Regions from separate parts of the Mus musculus genome. Here region 2 is linked to region 1. The links are chromatin contacts, called in public promoter capture Hi-C maps. All regions are on one chromosome and are shown on one strand. The core of a region is the stretch at or near the end of the contact, and the rest is flanking DNA. Distances in the headings are between cores, read along the strand shown.

Evidence for each region. Promoter capture Hi-C pulls out the DNA fragments that hold promoters and counts their contacts.
Region 2: a contact with region 1 is called in a promoter capture Hi-C map of pre-B cells, with 2.3 times the contacts expected there. The contact joins the enhancer-like site here to the promoter of Actn1 in region 1. A contact is called at or near these places in 4 of 39 promoter capture datasets (hippocampal neurons, liver and pre-B cells) and 2 of 115 datasets of contacts at active chromatin or transcription factors (embryonic stem cells and stem cell-derived neural progenitor cells).

The regions. Positions count from the first base shown.
Region 1 is chr12:80,257,397-80,265,136 of GRCm38.p6, forward strand. It overlaps Actn1 (actinin, alpha 1), which reads right to left and starts at 2,967. Exons shown (of 21, transcript NM_134156.3): 1 at 2,591-2,967. The coding sequence starts at 2,695.
Region 2 is chr12:80,712,640-80,720,379 of GRCm38.p6, forward strand. It overlaps Plekhd1 (pleckstrin homology domain containing, family D (with coiled-coil domains) member 1), which reads left to right. Exons shown (of 13, transcript NM_001177503.1): 7 at 4,582-4,676; 8 at 6,274-6,367. It overlaps Gm51986 (a long non-coding RNA gene), which reads right to left and starts at 6,762. Exons shown (of 3, transcript XR_003950208.1): 1 at 6,466-6,762; 2 at 3,688-3,806; 3 at 1,601-1,975. Within about 2 kb of position 2,847, at least 11 of the 459 cell types and tissues checked have an H3K27ac peak or open chromatin away from gene starts, as enhancers often do. A contact at or near this core is called in pre-B cells, where this site is marked.

The DNA.
Region 1 (7,740 bases), core at 1,717-4,216:
CCCTACTCGGTAGGAAGAACAGCAAACCCTACGTGGTGCTGGCTTTACACCTTAAGAAATGTCCTATCATTCTGCTAAGCACTACTCAGGTGAGGAAACGTATGCTCACAGAAGGCAACTGAGAATGAACGGCCAATGGCCACAATCTTGAACCAGGTTTTCCAGTCAAAAACAGAGGGCCTTCTGCCAGGCTGCCACTATTAACCTAAGCTAATGTAGATTCCCTGATTATCCCAAAACCTACTGGCTTGGGATGCCAGACTTAGTTCTCTATCCTTCCTCCAGCTGCTTCCAGTGCGCTGTACACCCGCCCTCGGCCCAGGCTACTTCTCTCTTAACCGGCCTACTCATCCTCACATGTGTCTAGCTCACAGGGCTGCTGGGATCTCCAAGATAAAATGGGTACCATGCTGCCCACATTAGCCAACATCAGCCTACATATATTACATATGCCCGGAGATGATGACCAAATTCCCCCGGCGTCTGTTCCTACCAAGTTTGTGTTCTGGGAGGCTATCATTTTCTCTCCAACTCTATTGAATATGTTTGTCCAGCCATTCATTCTTTAATACTGAGTGAGCATATCGGCCCAAGGCTCAGTATCTTCAACAACTCCATCACTCCTGTCTCTTCCAGCACAAAGGTGGACTCCTGGAAGGGACTTCTATTCTCCATAGAAGAGCCTAAGATTTCCACCATTCTAATCCTAACCCCTTCTTAAGAAAGATTTTTTTTTAAAACTCTGGAGAAATGGCTCATCCGTTAAGAGCATCAGCTGCGCTTTCCAGGGACCCAGGTTCAATTCTCAGTACCCACGTAGCAACTCATAACTGCCTGTAACTCCAGTTCCAGAAGATCTGACACCCTCACAGGGACATACATGCTGGCAAAACATCAATGCACACTTTAAAAAAAAAAAAGTCACTTTAAGAAACTTTTTTTTTTTTGACAGAAAGAAGCAGGGGAAGGAGGGCATCTCTCGTCCTCCCTGGAAATCTCCAAACTTCTCACTCAGTTTTCTCTTCCATCAACAGTCCCAGGAAATAAATTCGAGAGTGAAGAAGGGGGAAAGACCCTCAGCCCTCAGTCCTTCCAGAAAAGGGGGGGGGGGGCTGACAGGAAGAGGGCGGTGTCTGTAAGCTACTAATACATTACAAAGAAGTCAGTTCAAAGCCAAGAGACGCTCTTAAGTTGCTGTTGCAGTAAGAGACAGGGGCAGGGCCCCAGGTTGCCTGTTTAAGGAAGCCCATTGTGGTGTGTTTTAAATTACCTCTGCTGGTCTGATGAAGTGAGCAAAAGGGCACCGTTTCAGGGCTTAGGATTCCTGAGTGAGCTAATACAGGATGCCTTTAGCTGGGGGAAAAAAAAAACCTTCAGCCGGCTCACTAAACTCCCCCCCTTTTAAGTTTAAAAAAGGGAATGAATGTTACCATTTTTGGACATGAGCATTCTCCCTCAAGCCCAGCCCTAACCGCACTATCCAGAGGGACGCGCCATCCTGTACACCCCCCCCCCCATTCCCAGATCACGAAGTGGGGGGGGGGGGACTGAACGGGAGTTGGGTGTTGGGGGGTCAGGGTACGTGGCCGCCTAAGGAACGCGCTCTCTGCTCAGGCAGGAAGCCGTGACAGGGTTAATGTCTCCCCCTCCCCAAGCAAGAGAGGTTTCTGACCTCTTCCTGCCTATAGCCATTACGCTCCGGACCCATCGCCAATTTCTCAGCTCAGACGGGGCAGCATATCCCGAACCTTGCTGATGGCGACTAGGATACAGGGCCGTGGATCCTCGGAGAACAACCCCAAATATCTCCTGAGACTGTCTCTCCACCAGGAGCCCAACTAGAGCCAAGCTACTCAAACTCGCGTTTCGCCAGCAAAAGAACCGGGCAGAACACAGATGTGAGGGTTTGCAGCCACCAGTTCACTGAGTTAGCAATAAAACCGTTCACCGTCCTGACCCCGCCCCCACAAGGCCCTGAGGAGCCCGCGAACGACCCCCGATTCTCAGCTCCAGCCGCACTCCGGAACGTCCACTTCCAGGTAGATCCCGAGGAGGTCGCCAAACCCTCCGACACCGGCTCTGCCCACTGTCTGCAGACCCAGCTCGGGGCGCAGTAGTCGGGGCAGCTTGCCCCTATGGTACAGAGCCCCAGGGGCGGCCCAGGAAGCGTGCTGCCACCGCACGCCATATGGAGGCGCCAGGAAAAAGAAGGAAGGAGAAAATCGATCCCGAGTAAGCAGCCATGGAGCCTAAGTCTCAGCCCCAGCCTCTGGAGCATCGCCCCCGCGCCTTGCCCACGGGGAGACAGTTTCGGCTGCACCGGGGTGGCCCGGACCACCCGCTCTGAGGCGATTTGCCCTCCGGCGGCGCCACCTCCCCGCGCCGCGGCGAACTGTTCGCGGGCTCCAGGGCAGGGGTGCTCCGCTCTCCCGCCCGGTGCCTGTAACTCAATACCCCACCTCGCAGTGGCCGCGATGTCCCCGCCTCCGCTCTTGCGCGCCGGGAATTGGTTTCCAACCCGGAGCCCAGGAGTGCAGCGGCCAGAGCGGATCAGGGCTCAGGGCTGTAGCGGGTGGGGGTGGCTGCTAACCTTCCTCTGCTGCTTCTCCCAGGCCGGATCCAGGAGCAGGTCCCGATCCCAGTCCTCTTCAGGCTGCATGTAGTCGTTGGTCTGCTGGGAATCATAATGGTCCATGATGGTGCGTGCGTGCTAGGAGCTGGATTTCTTCCTCCACCTTCTCTCCAGGCGACGGCGGCTGCTGCCCGGGTGTGGGGAGGGTGTCGGCAGGGCTGGGCTGGGCTGGGCTGGGCCGGGCTGGGCTGGGCTGGGCTGGCGGGGCCGGGCTCGCTCCCCTGCGCCCGCTTCCGCCGCGGCTCTGTTCGCAGAGGCTGCTGCTGCCGGCGGCGGCTGGAGCTCGCGGACTGCCTTCCTGGGGCGCGCGCTCGGACCTAATCTCCACGCACACTGCTCTCAGTGAACACTCGCGCTGCGGGAGCAGAGGCGGGCGGGGGCGGGGAGAAGGGGCAGAGCCCTCCCGAGGTTCTCCATTGGCCAGGCCGAGTTGCCCAAACTTCCCCCCAGCGCCTCTCATTGGGAATTCCTGGCATCCGTCAGGCGGGTCTCTGTGCATATAGGTGGACTGGGCGGCCCCCTCCGGGCGCGCACGCCACCGCCCACTCCCTGGGTTCCCACTCCCCCGCAGCTCATGTGACACCACCTTAAGCTGAACCGGAGTGGAGCCTGGGGACGCCTCCCAGAGCTCGGGGACCAAATGGCACTGTGCTCCGGAGCCCGAGGAGTCGCTGAGGATTGGTCCCGTTCCCTGCCGGCGGGAAGGCCCAGAACTCCGGCGCACCGGTGTTCCTGCGGTCCCACGCAAGCTACAAACCCCAGCAGGGCGCGGGGAAACCCAAGGCATATTTCGTTTTCTCTTTCTCGGGGAAACTAGGTTGGGACAAGTCGGCACCCTGGAAAGGGGTTGGGAGGGCCCACAGTAGAAAGGAATTTCCTGATTCCACCACTGCTCCCGCCCCGCCCCTCGGGACCAGGCTGATCCCTGTCCTTCTAGAGCCAGATTTGTGGCTAGCTGGCATTTCTCAGCCCACTGAGTTTCCCGCCTCGCCAAGGATCCTTGGGTACTTCTCTAGGGTTCCGTGCACTGGCCCGCTGCGGACTTCTTGTGTGGCAGCTTGGCTGTCCGGCTTCCCAGGTTCCTTGGCAGGTATTCCCCGGTGGACTAACACAGCTGAAGCTACCTTCTGGAGACTAGTTTCCTCCTTCCCCACTTTTACAGCTTCCCTACCTACACTTTGCTGAAACTAGGAAGAGCCCTAAAATGGTCTACCTGTATCATAAACCTAGCAGATGCATACACCTAATAGATGGAGAAACTGAGACTCAAAGAGCAGAGCTAGACAAGAGACTTAACCAGCATGGACTCTACAGGCCCATTTTGTGTGTAACCTTGTGCCTGACAAAACCTTATTATCCTTGGAGGAGGAAGAAACAGCGCAAGACTAACTAAACTGCTTGGTGCTAGCGGTACTCCCTGGGCTCAGTAAAGGAGGGTGGAAATGTGTTGGTCCAGCACTGTTGCATTCTGGGAAGAAGCCGCCCGGATTCCTAGTGGTCTTTTGAGGGACTCTGAGTATGAAAATCAGTAACAAGGAAACCTGCAGTTGGTTTTGCATTCTGGTGTGGACAACAGATACATCCCTCTTGTACCAGTAGGGCTTAATTTATACAGGCATCCCTTAATACTCGGGACTCATTTCAGAACCACTGCAGATACCAGAATCTGCAAGAGCTTATGCCTCACATGTATAGAACAGCACAAAATTGATTGATATGTAACCTACTTACAGCCACTGTACACTTTAAATCATTCCCAAATAGAAAAGCCATGTGACTCGGGAACTGGAGAGATGGATCAGCGTTTAAGAGCACTGACTGCTCTTTCAGAGGAAAGGACCCGGGTTCAATTCCCAGCACCCACATGGCAGCTCAGTCCTATCTGTAACTCCAGTTCCAGGGCTTCTAATACTATCACACAGATGTGCATGCAGCCAAAAAGAAAAAGGGGGGGGGGGGAAACATAAAAGGAAAAGAAATGTCATGTGACTACTCACGCTGTTGAGAAAATCCTGACAGGAAAATGAAGTCTCCAGGGTCAGCAATCCCCAGCCCTCAGGATACTTTTAATCTGTGGTTAGTTCAATCCAAGATTCTGAAATGTGAAAAGGGAGGCCAGATGTATTTGTAGGACGACTGTTTAATCCAGAGGCTAGTGTGGTCTAACAGGTTTACTTGTTAGATGTTTACTGACAGAAAGAGTTCTGAATTGGGGTAGTTGAAGCCCACAATGGTCAGATGGAAGGGGAAAAAGTACCTCTGGTTGACAGAGGACACAATGGTGGAGATGTAAACAGATCCCCCAGTCACGAGTCAGCCACACACGTTCATGCCATTGTTACCGTCAGCACTGTGTCTTCTCTAAGCTCTCGGCCAAGGAAACAACTGTTTCTGGGATAGAGACAGCAGATTTATGGACTATTTTATAAGCACTTCTAAACTATGGCTCTAAACCTAACAGAGAGAGCAATAATGGTGCTCTATCTGCTCATTCACTCCATAAATATTTTCCGAATACCTTCTGCGTGTCGGGGAACAAGCTAGACATCCTGTGTATTTAATAATGATGAAAAATCCACAATTTTCCCCACAAGTACATCAGAGACAGACTTGGAAGCAAAGATGTGCCCAAATGAGACAGAAGCACGGGGAGATCCGATGTGGTTCTACAGAACCTGGAAGAGCCCTGAGCCCTGTCGGGAGGAAGACTCCAGGTAGAACCTGAGTAAGCTTTAGGGAAGGAATGAGAGTCAGATGAGCTTGGGTCCTTATTCCAGGCAGAGGAACCAGGGAAGTTAGCACACAAGCACACAGGCGCAGGAGACTCCGCGTCTACCATCTCAAGGTAGCTAGACCCGAACAGTAACAGAGAAAGGAAAACAGGGCTAGAGGGAAGGCCTAGTGTGCCCTGTGAAGTCAGAGGGAAACAGCTGGCTGCAACCCAAAAGACCTGTTGTCGAAACCAGGCTGTATTAGGAAAGATGTGAATAGAGACAATTCTGGGCGACAAACAGGAGTTTAATTGGATATAAAGAGAAGCAAATTTTTTCACGGTACACTATAAAACAGACCATGAGGTTTACCTGTAACAAATATTTAAGTTCCATCTAGCAGAAAATAAACCAGAGCCTGAAAAAGTAGAAACTTGTTCAAGCTGCACGGTGATACCTAAATACATGCCTTTAATCTAGTGACTTTCAATCCTAGTAGATTTTAAGCTCTGTTCTTCCAAGGACAATGTCAAGAATCATTTTATGAAGCCAGGCAGTGGTGGTACATGTCTTTAATCCCAGCACTCAGGAGGACGAGGCAGGCACATCTCTGAGTTCAAGGCAGAGTCATTTTATGGTTGTGATTATTGACATCTAGTTGATAGCAGCCAGGATGCTATTTGAATCCTACATTAGCCACAACAGCCTCCTCATGACAGTGAATTTCCTGACTCAAAATCTCTCTCTCTACTGCCGAGAACTGACAAGGATTTGTTATTTGGAAAATTTGGTGAATGTGGGAAGTTTGACCACGTGAGCTGAGATACAAAGTTTTAGGGGGAGGACCGTGGGTTGAGTTTGAACACACTTGGGGTGCCTTTCACATGTCCAGCGTTGGTTGTCTAGAAAGCAGGCTGGCTTCATAGTCTGACCTTAGAGGAAACAGATGTGAGAATCGTCTGTGTATGGGTGGTATTGACACTATGAGAGCAGAGCAGCAGCGACAGACACCAGTGTGGACTAAGAAGAGAGCAAAGGCAGAACCTTGGCACACAACACTTAAAACGAGGTAGAGTGGGGAGGCTTGGTGCTAGAACACCTGCTTCACATATACTGGGTTCTGGGTTTGATTCCTGAATAGTAAGAAAGAAGAAAGGAAGGGAGAAAGGAATAAAGAGAGGAAAATAAATGAGATAGTAAAGAACAAGAACTCACGGATAAGCAGTTAGCAGAGGAAGAGGAGAGAGCTTGGAGCTCCCCTGTACCATGGAAGTAGAGGGGTGATAGGTTTTCAAGGTGAGGGAAATGGGCCATATCAGATTTACCAGAAAAGCCTGGAAGTGGTACCTAAAACAACAGTCTCTGGACATCACAGCTGGAAATTCTTCTGTCCAGGCTTTCAGTGGAGTGGCCACAGCTGTGAGTTTAAGAGCCACTAAGAGGGAAACAGAGGCAGGCAGATCTCTGAGTTTGATGCCAGACTGGTCTATAGGGCAAATTCCAGGACAGCCAGGACTATCTGGAAAAATCAAGAAAGAAAAAGAAATGTATTCACTAAATGGTGAATAAGTTAAGATCACGAACACAGAGGGAATCGTGGCAATGAAGGGGAGCTGCAGTCAAAGGAAGATTTCTTTAAAACAGAAACGTGAGTTACTGGTGGTCTGAAAGATGGATTCAATTTGGAGGAGAGGGCTGAAAACAGGAGGAAGGGAGGATTGAGGGGCCGCACAGAGCTCTTGGGACAGGACCACCAGTTTAAGGATGGGTTGTTGCCCAGAAGAAAGACCTGAATGTTCTGAGAAAAGAGGGAAGTAATGATGGGGAAGAATGACAACGGCATGTGGGGGCGGGGCAGGAAGTGGGTGAAAGCCATAACTGATAGCAGGAGAGAAAACCCTGAAAGGTAGGCCAGAGCCGATGAACACACCTTCTCACAGTCAATCATCGCTCTGGTGACATTAATCCCAGAGTAACGCGACCTGCTATAGAGGAAACATAGTTACTAAAATTGTTGCTTTAAAAAAAAAAAAAACCCAACAGATTTTAAGATTTTAAACAACAATCCACTTTTAAATCAGAGCATAACTCATGATAAAGTATGTTAATCAAGAGTACTGGTTCAGGCTGGGCAGTGGTGGTGCACGCCTTTAATCCCAGCACTTGGGAGGCAGAGGCAGGTGGATTTTTGAGGCCAGCCTGGTCTACAAAGTGAGTTCCAGGACAGCCAGGGCTATACAGAGAAACACTATCTCGAAAAACCAAAAAAACAAACAAAATAAACAAACAAAAAGTACTGATTCGGGCTGGAGAGATGGCTCAGTGGTTAAGAGCACCGACTGCTCTTCCAAAGGTCGTGAGTTCAAATCCCAGCAACCACATGATGGCTCACAACCA
Region 2 (7,740 bases), core at 1,597-4,096, 460 kb after region 1:
CCACCACACCCGGCCCGGGAGGTGCTTGGTAAGCACATATTACACTACAAGCAGTCTGTGTGAACGAAGTCTTACAAAATAGTACTGTCTCATTTCAGGTAGCACTTGAACCTCCTTCTCTTCTCTCTGCTCTAGATCTTACTCTCTAGACTACAATCCCTAACTTCAGTTTGCTATTTATGTGCCAACGATTCCCAGGGTGACACCTCTAGTCCCTTCTTTCTGTTGCCTCCCTATCCTCTGATACTCAGTGATTGACTTCACACCCCCACCCAGACATCCAAAGATACTGAGAGCACGTTTTGTCCTAGGTCACTATGTCTTGCCTTTACCCTTTCTAGAAGGGCTGGTGGTCTTCTCACATAGCCATCTCGGGGGATATACCACCCAAGGCTTGTGTAGGTCAGAAACTTAGGGGGCTTGCTTTACCCTGTCCTTCCTCCTTCCTCTCCTTCCCACCCCACTCCCAAGTCCCGCTCCTACCAGGTCTTACCCAAGGTGCTGTGTCTTCCTTCCTGGGGTCCTTAAACTCTTTCTGCCCCTCTGTTTTCTCCTCCACACTGCAGCTAACTCAGTTGTTTACAGGGAAAACAGATCATGTTGGCTGCCAGCGACCTTCTGCTCTCAGATCTTTTGCTGCCTGTGTTGTTGAAGCTACAATCCCAGCGTTCAGCGGGCAGAGGCTGGAAGGCTGAATTTGAGGCTGGGCTGGGACGGTGACATGGTGTGAGACACCAAACACTAACCAACCGACACATGTTCTTTGCTTCTTGTTCAGGGAAAAGAAAATCCACAAGATCCTCACCTAAGCCAGAGGCCTTCCGTGGGGGATGGTGCCTCCTTTCTCAGCCTTTCTGCTTCTCTGACCCCAGCCTCTTACCTGTCATGGTTGCTCTCCTATGTCCTACGAGCATGCCTTGGTTCTTCCAGGCGACAGGTTTCCACGGGGGCTTTGTAGGTACTGCTCCTTCCACCTGCAGTGTTCTTTCCTCTTTCTTCCATTTATTTATTTTTGGTTGCTTGCTGGTTTTCGGTGCTGAGAACTTAACCCGGGGCCTTGTACTTACAAGGCAAGCCACCGAAATAAATCTCCAATCCATGTACCTGTCTTCCTTTGTCTCCCAGCTCAGTAGCCAACTGATTGCCACCCTTCCCACCTCCGCAGAGTTCTCTACTTCCACCCAGGAGAATTTGACCCCCCACCCAGGACAGCTTGACCCGGAACTGGGTCCCTGTCCTGCAGGACATGTCTCTTGTTCTGTACTGCTCTCTGATAATACCTGATGGTTTTACGATACTTGATTCCTGCATTTGATGTAAAAGCCTGGTCTGGGTTTTTTTTTTAGTAGCTACACTATAGACCATAGGCTCTGTGAGAACAGCTCCAGATCCTCCATGCAGAGCCCAGCAGGTGCTTGGAACATACTATGCACTTGGTAAATAGATGTAGCGTGAATGAATAGAACTATAAGAAAAAAAAAAACCTCTCACCGGGCCATTTCCTGGAATTGCATTGAGCCTGTAAATGGCTTGCAAAGAATCCTCTCTGTGCTAAGTCTTCCCCTCTCTGCTGCATTCCTTTTATGAGTATAATTAGTTTTATTGAGGACAAGAAATCATGACCTGTGAAGCATGGCAAGCAAGTTGTGTTTAGCTTAGAGGACAAGAAACTTGGGAAGAGACTTTTTTTTTTTTTAATTTCACTTAAATACTTGAAGGGAAAGAAATTAGCCTTGTTTGATGGCCCAGGGAGAAGTTGGATTTGGTGAGGGAAGTTGGCAGGGAGGCAGATTTGGCCTGAAATAGAACTGGTGGGCCACATGGGTTGCTTGCTTCTCCAAGAACACGAAGAATAGCCTGGAATGTCCAGGTGCTGCCCGCTGGCCTTGGCCCCGCCAGTCTTCTGCTTGCCTCGGCGCCACCTGCTAGCTCTTATTATGTGGTCTGGGATCCACAGGTCTCAGAGACTTAGACCCTGGAAGAAAGCGTGATAAAGATCAGGAGTGAAGAGAGGGATCCCTCAGAGGTGACCTGAGGCACCGGGATAGGAGCAGAGACTTATTGCATGAATGGTCAGATCTGTGTGTGAAGAGTCCCACAAAATCTCTCCATCACTCGCCAATGCTCCTGTGTCTGTGTCTCTCAGAGACTGAGACCCAGAGCTGGTGCTGGGGTGGGTGTGGAGGGGGCGGGGTGCTTTTTGTTGGTTTTTCAAAGCGGAAACAGACTTTCTGACTTTTCTACCCTGAGAGTCACTTAAGCTGAGCTTGGTCACCTGCTCGCAGAAAACCATTAGGGGATTTAAGCATCCGGTGGAGACTGAACTTCCTTTAGAGTTGCTTTGGCCCTGGAGGGCTCTGGTTCGTCACACCCAGTCTCCTGGCCCCTTTGAGGCAGCAGCAAATGCTTCCTTGGGCACAGCTACTCATTGACACAAGTAGAAACATCTTATCACATATGTTTAGGACCACCGAGTGGAGAAGATGTCAAATGGCTGGGCTCTTTTTAATTGACCTGCTGTGTTCAAGGTTACTTCCCCCTCCCCACCCCCAGACAGGGTTTCTCTGTGTAGCCCTGGCTGTCCTGGAACTCACTCTGTAGACCAGGCTGGCCTCAAACTCAGAAATCCACCTGCCTCTGCCTCCCAAGTGATGGGATTAAAGGCGTGTGCCACCACGCCCGGGGGTTACTTTCTCTTTTGGGTTTTTGGAGGCACAGCCTAGCATCTACTGGTGCTTGAGTTGCAGGGAGGGAAGGCCTGAGTTTCAGACACTGACTGACAGTTCAACCAAAGCTATTCCAGTGTGGTTATTCCAGGGCAAGGGAAGTGAGCGGGGAGCGGCTGGGCTGCGAGCTGCAGTGCTGGGGAGCTTTGCAGGGAGGTGAAGCAGGGCTGTGGGTGGAGTCCTCCGAGGAGTCCTGGGTGAGCATGGGACCTGTGAAAGCCATCCTGGGGCTCGGGTCCTTGTGGCTAGTAAGCTTTATGGGCCTTTCAACAGCTCTTACTGACAAACTGATAGCAGACAAACACTGCCAGAGGAGATCCTCTCAAGTTTGTTGACTCTGGGGCCAGAGAGGCTGTCAGCACCATGCGTATTAAAGCAGAGCTTCATATTCCTGTTTTTGTTGTTGTTGTTGTTCTTCTTCAGTTGTAAAGAGGGGTGTGTGTGCAAGAATACAAATTTGATCTTATTTATATTCTGTCTATATAAGACACATCAAATATAGATGATATAGGCTAGGTCATGGCTTTTGCAGTAACCCAAAGCCCCCACATGCCCATGGCTTTTAACAGCACAAATGTGTTTTCCCACACTGCTCTTCGGCTGGCTGGAGCTCTGGCTCATGTGTCCTCATTCCTGGAGACCCAGGGACCCATACCTATGCCAGGGATAAGGGACCAGAGCCCGTCACACATTGTCTTTTCAAAAGATATCTGCTCATTTTCTATCAGCTTCAGCCACTGTCATGAGCTCAGCCTCCTATATTTAGTGTACTGTAGCCGCGCATGTGCTCAGGCGCATCAGAACTCCAGGGAGCAGCAGAGGCTCTGAGCACCTTTAACAAACAGAAGCAGTTTGTGCCGTTACTGATCTAATCTTCACTGATTAGATGAGAAGTAACTTTTTTGGGTAGGAAACCTAGGAGTGGGAATTGAAACCAGACTCTTCTCTCTATAATTTATACCTCTTTGTATCTCTTCAAAGCCAGCGGCAACCACTGTCCATAGGCAGGGCCACTCCCCGTGCAAGGACTCCATTATGCTTGAGAACAAAGCCCCCAGGTGATTAGGGAGTCACCAGGAACTGGAAAGTGAAAAGCAGACGCAAAAACAATGTTACCACAACATAAAATGCACAGAAACAAAGTAGTTGACATAAAAACACTGAGCCAAACTTCAGGAAGCTGATCCCTAATCCCACTTCTACTGACCCAGGGAAAATAGGACCCCTAGCCCAGAGGCTCCAACCTGCTGTGGGGGAACATGCAGGTGGCCTGGCTTCCCTAAAGGGACTGGTTTGGCCCCTTGGGACCTGTCCTGGGCCACGTGACATTTCCACTCCCACTGAGGAGAGGGAAGCTGTAGACCTGACTCGCATCAGCCTTGAGATAAAGAATACCTTAACTCTGACTCTTGGGTTGGAAATAGCTTGTCTTAGACAGTTTACCTGATGCCACTCAGTGTCCTGGAAATATAGACTCCACGTTTTTGTTATCAGCATCTGTCTGCCTGTCTGTGTTCCATTCTTGAGGCATAACCACCTCACCTTTAGGTGTTAGTCCCTAGAGTTGCCCAGAAGAACAACATCCAGAATTGGTCATCCCTGCCAGAGGACCCTTATTGGGATCGTGTCTAACCCTGTTCTCCCTCTGGCTAATGGTTTTCATGGGCCAGGTCCATCACATTCTTGGGCTAGTTGAGGCCACATGCCACCGAGTGGAGCCTGGACTCTTCAGTTCTCATAGTTTGGCTTTATGCCCCAGACTGAGCCAAATCCAGACTGAGGATGCCCTGGACTAGTGAAGGGAGCCTAGGGCTCTGTGCCTGCTGTGACTTTCCTCTTTTCCCTTTCTCTTCAGGAGCTTGAGCGCCTGAACCAAGTGCTGGAGGCCGAGAAACAGCAGTTTGAGGAGGTGGTGCAAGAGCTGAGAGTGGAGCAGGAGCAGATCAAAAGGTGATGAAAGATCCTGGGAGGGGTAATGGGGGGATGCCCTGGCCCTGAGAGGGGCAATGGGGGGATGCTCTGGTCCTGGGAGGAGTAATGGGGGGATACCCTGGCCCTGGGAGGGGTAATGGGAGGATGCCCTGGCCCTGAGAGGGGCAATGGGGGGATGTCCTGGCCCTGGGAGGGGCAATGGGGGGAGGCCCTGGTCCTGGGAGGGACAATATGGGGGATGCCCTGGCCCTGGGAGAGGCAACTAAGTGGGGAAATACCCTGGTTCTGGGAGGAGCAATGGGGGGGTGTCCTGGTCCTGGGAGGGGTGTTGGGGTGCACTGGTCCTGGGAGGAATAATAGGGGGATGCCCTGGCCCTGGGAGAGGCAATGGAGTGGGGAAATACCCTGGTTCTGGGAGGAGCAATGGGGGGTGTCCTGGTCCTGGAAGGGGTGTTGGGGTGCACTGGTCCTGGGAGGAATAATAGGGGGATGCCCTGGCCCTGGGAGAGGCAATGGAGTGGGGAAATACCCTGGTTCTGAGCTGAGCAACAGAGAGATGTCCTGGCCCTGGGAGGGGCAACAGGGTGTGGGGGTGCCCTGGTTCTGGGAGGGGAAACAGAGAGAATGTCCCGGCCCCGACCTTGGCAGACTGATGTTCATACAGATAGGCTTTTACCAGGAAACCACTTATGGCCTGCTCTTCCCAATGCTCCGGGCCTTGAGTATACCCAGAAGAATATTGGGCCTCACCAGTGGGTCATTTCTGCTCAGTGATAATGGTCTCTGGCAATGGTGTGAGCAAGATTGTGAGACATGGGCCAGCCTCTTCCATGGAGCAAGCCCCTCTGGTCTTTGTGAAAGTCCTTTACCCAGGTTACTGGCAACAAGCTGCCCTGATCTAGCACTGCTGCCTGCAAAATTCCCAACACTCGTCATCTCTCCTGGAGTCCTTTCACATTTTAGTTAATGACACATTAGGATCTTCAGTCTGATGTATTATGGACAGATCTAGTTGCCCATTATAAGCATTAATTGAATTATAATCTCATGGAGGTAGGGCATTTATATATCCCCAACCCAGGTGACTCAGGTGTAGTCTATACAGAATTCGGAAACTATTGCTGAGGTTGACGGTGCTCAGTGTCATATCCTCATCATCACACTCACCACCTCCATCATCATCATCTCCTCCAACACCATGGACCATCAGTGATAGCTCAGAGAAACTTACCAGTGAAGACCTTACTAAAGGGAATCATTTAGATATGGATTGGGGAAGAGGATGGAATACAGAGAGACTGGTTGTTTTTTTTTTTTTTTTTTTTTCCTAATTTTTAAACTTAGCATACAAATAAGAGAAGCTACTTAAATAAAAAGCCAGACATTCGTTAGACACTGAGTAAGCTTCAGGACCTCACTATCTCGTAAGTGAATCCTCCTCACTTGGCTGAGGCACCCTTGCAGCCCCGACCCTGCGGCTGTTTTCAGTACCCAGTGTTGCAGAGCACTGACCATCCAAGAGTCCTACTGAGCCCCATCACGTACGGCAGAAACGTGTCTGGATGCAGAGGTTGGGAAGCGTGCCCACTGCCAATCCAGCTCTCTGTCCCCACAGGGAGCTAGAACTCACTGCAAGATGCCTCAAGGGCGTGGAACAAGAGAAGAAGGAGCTGAGACACCTCACAGAGTCCTTACAGCATACGCTGGAGGTAAGGAGGCCAGCTAGCTGGCTGGGCTGTTTAACACTGGGTTCTCGTGTAGTCCCAGGGAAGGTACCAACAGGAGAATGAGCATGAAGCGAGCTTACCCAAAGGACCGTCTCTCTGCTTGGCTGGGAACGCTAGTGGGCACCTGAGACCCAAAGCATAGACTGGTTCTTCCCAGACCCAGAACAGAAATTCTAGCTTGCCCTTGTGTTGACCATGGCCACAGGAAACAGGCTTTCCGTAGTGCTGGTATTTTTATATCAGAGGCAGGATCGATTAGTGTCACCCACCACATCCTTTTGTGGTTCCTAACTTAGCTGCTCTTGGGTGAAATTGAGCATGAAGGGAAATCAACTTCCAGGTCACTGTCATCTGATACAAGAGACTGAGAGGGGGGGAGGGGCAAGCAGCCTATGTCAAGGACAGAGAACAAACTTTTTAGCATAGCATGCAACCCCCCCCCCCCCCACACACACACACAGCCTCTCTGCTGTCCCTCCACTCCCTGCTCCAGTCACTGAGCTCATATTCCCAAGGAAAATAAGATTTCCGAGCCCCCACACCTCAGCCCCCACTGCCACATAGCCTTGTCATCTCCTCTTTTTCTGGAAAAGCATTTGTCTTCAGACTCTCTTTAGTCAAAGCTTCCTTGATTCTTCTAGGTAGCCATTTGTTCTGTGTCTTCTTGGGTTTTGCACATTGGCTACAGGATTAACACTCTGGGTTGTATTTCCAAAACTGTGGACTTCACTTGACCATAACTTAACAGCACTCCAAAGTCCAGCATCTGAAGTGAGCATGGGACCATACATCTTAGTTGAATCCATGAGTTGTCATGAAGGCTGCAAGAGTTTTAGTCTCCCTAGTAACTGGACCCTCGGTTTGTTTCACTTTTCCTGTCATGGGGAGTGGTTAGCATGGGCATTTTCTTTTTTCTTTCTTTCTTTCTCTCTCTCTCTCTTTCTTTCTTTCTTTCTTTCTTTCTTTCTTAAGATTTATTTATTTTATGTATATGAGTACACTGTAACTGTCTTCAGATACACCAGAAGAGGGCATCAGATCCCATTTTGTTTGTGAGCCACCATGTGGTTGCTGGGAGTTGAACTCAGGACCTCTGGAAGAGCAGTCAGTGTTTTTAACCACCGAGCCATCTCTCCAGCCCACCATGGATATTTTCAATAGCATAATTTCTTCATAGTGTTAAGATCCTAGTTGGTAAATGCAGAGAATGTCTGAATGTTTTCATGGACTGTTCCTTCTGGGCATTTTCACATGAGCCCAATACATTTTTTTTTTAATCCTTGAGGAACAAGGGCTTCAAAGGTCATGCTGCCCTTAGACCTTGACACCTAGCTCTGATAGGTGCCATCTCTATT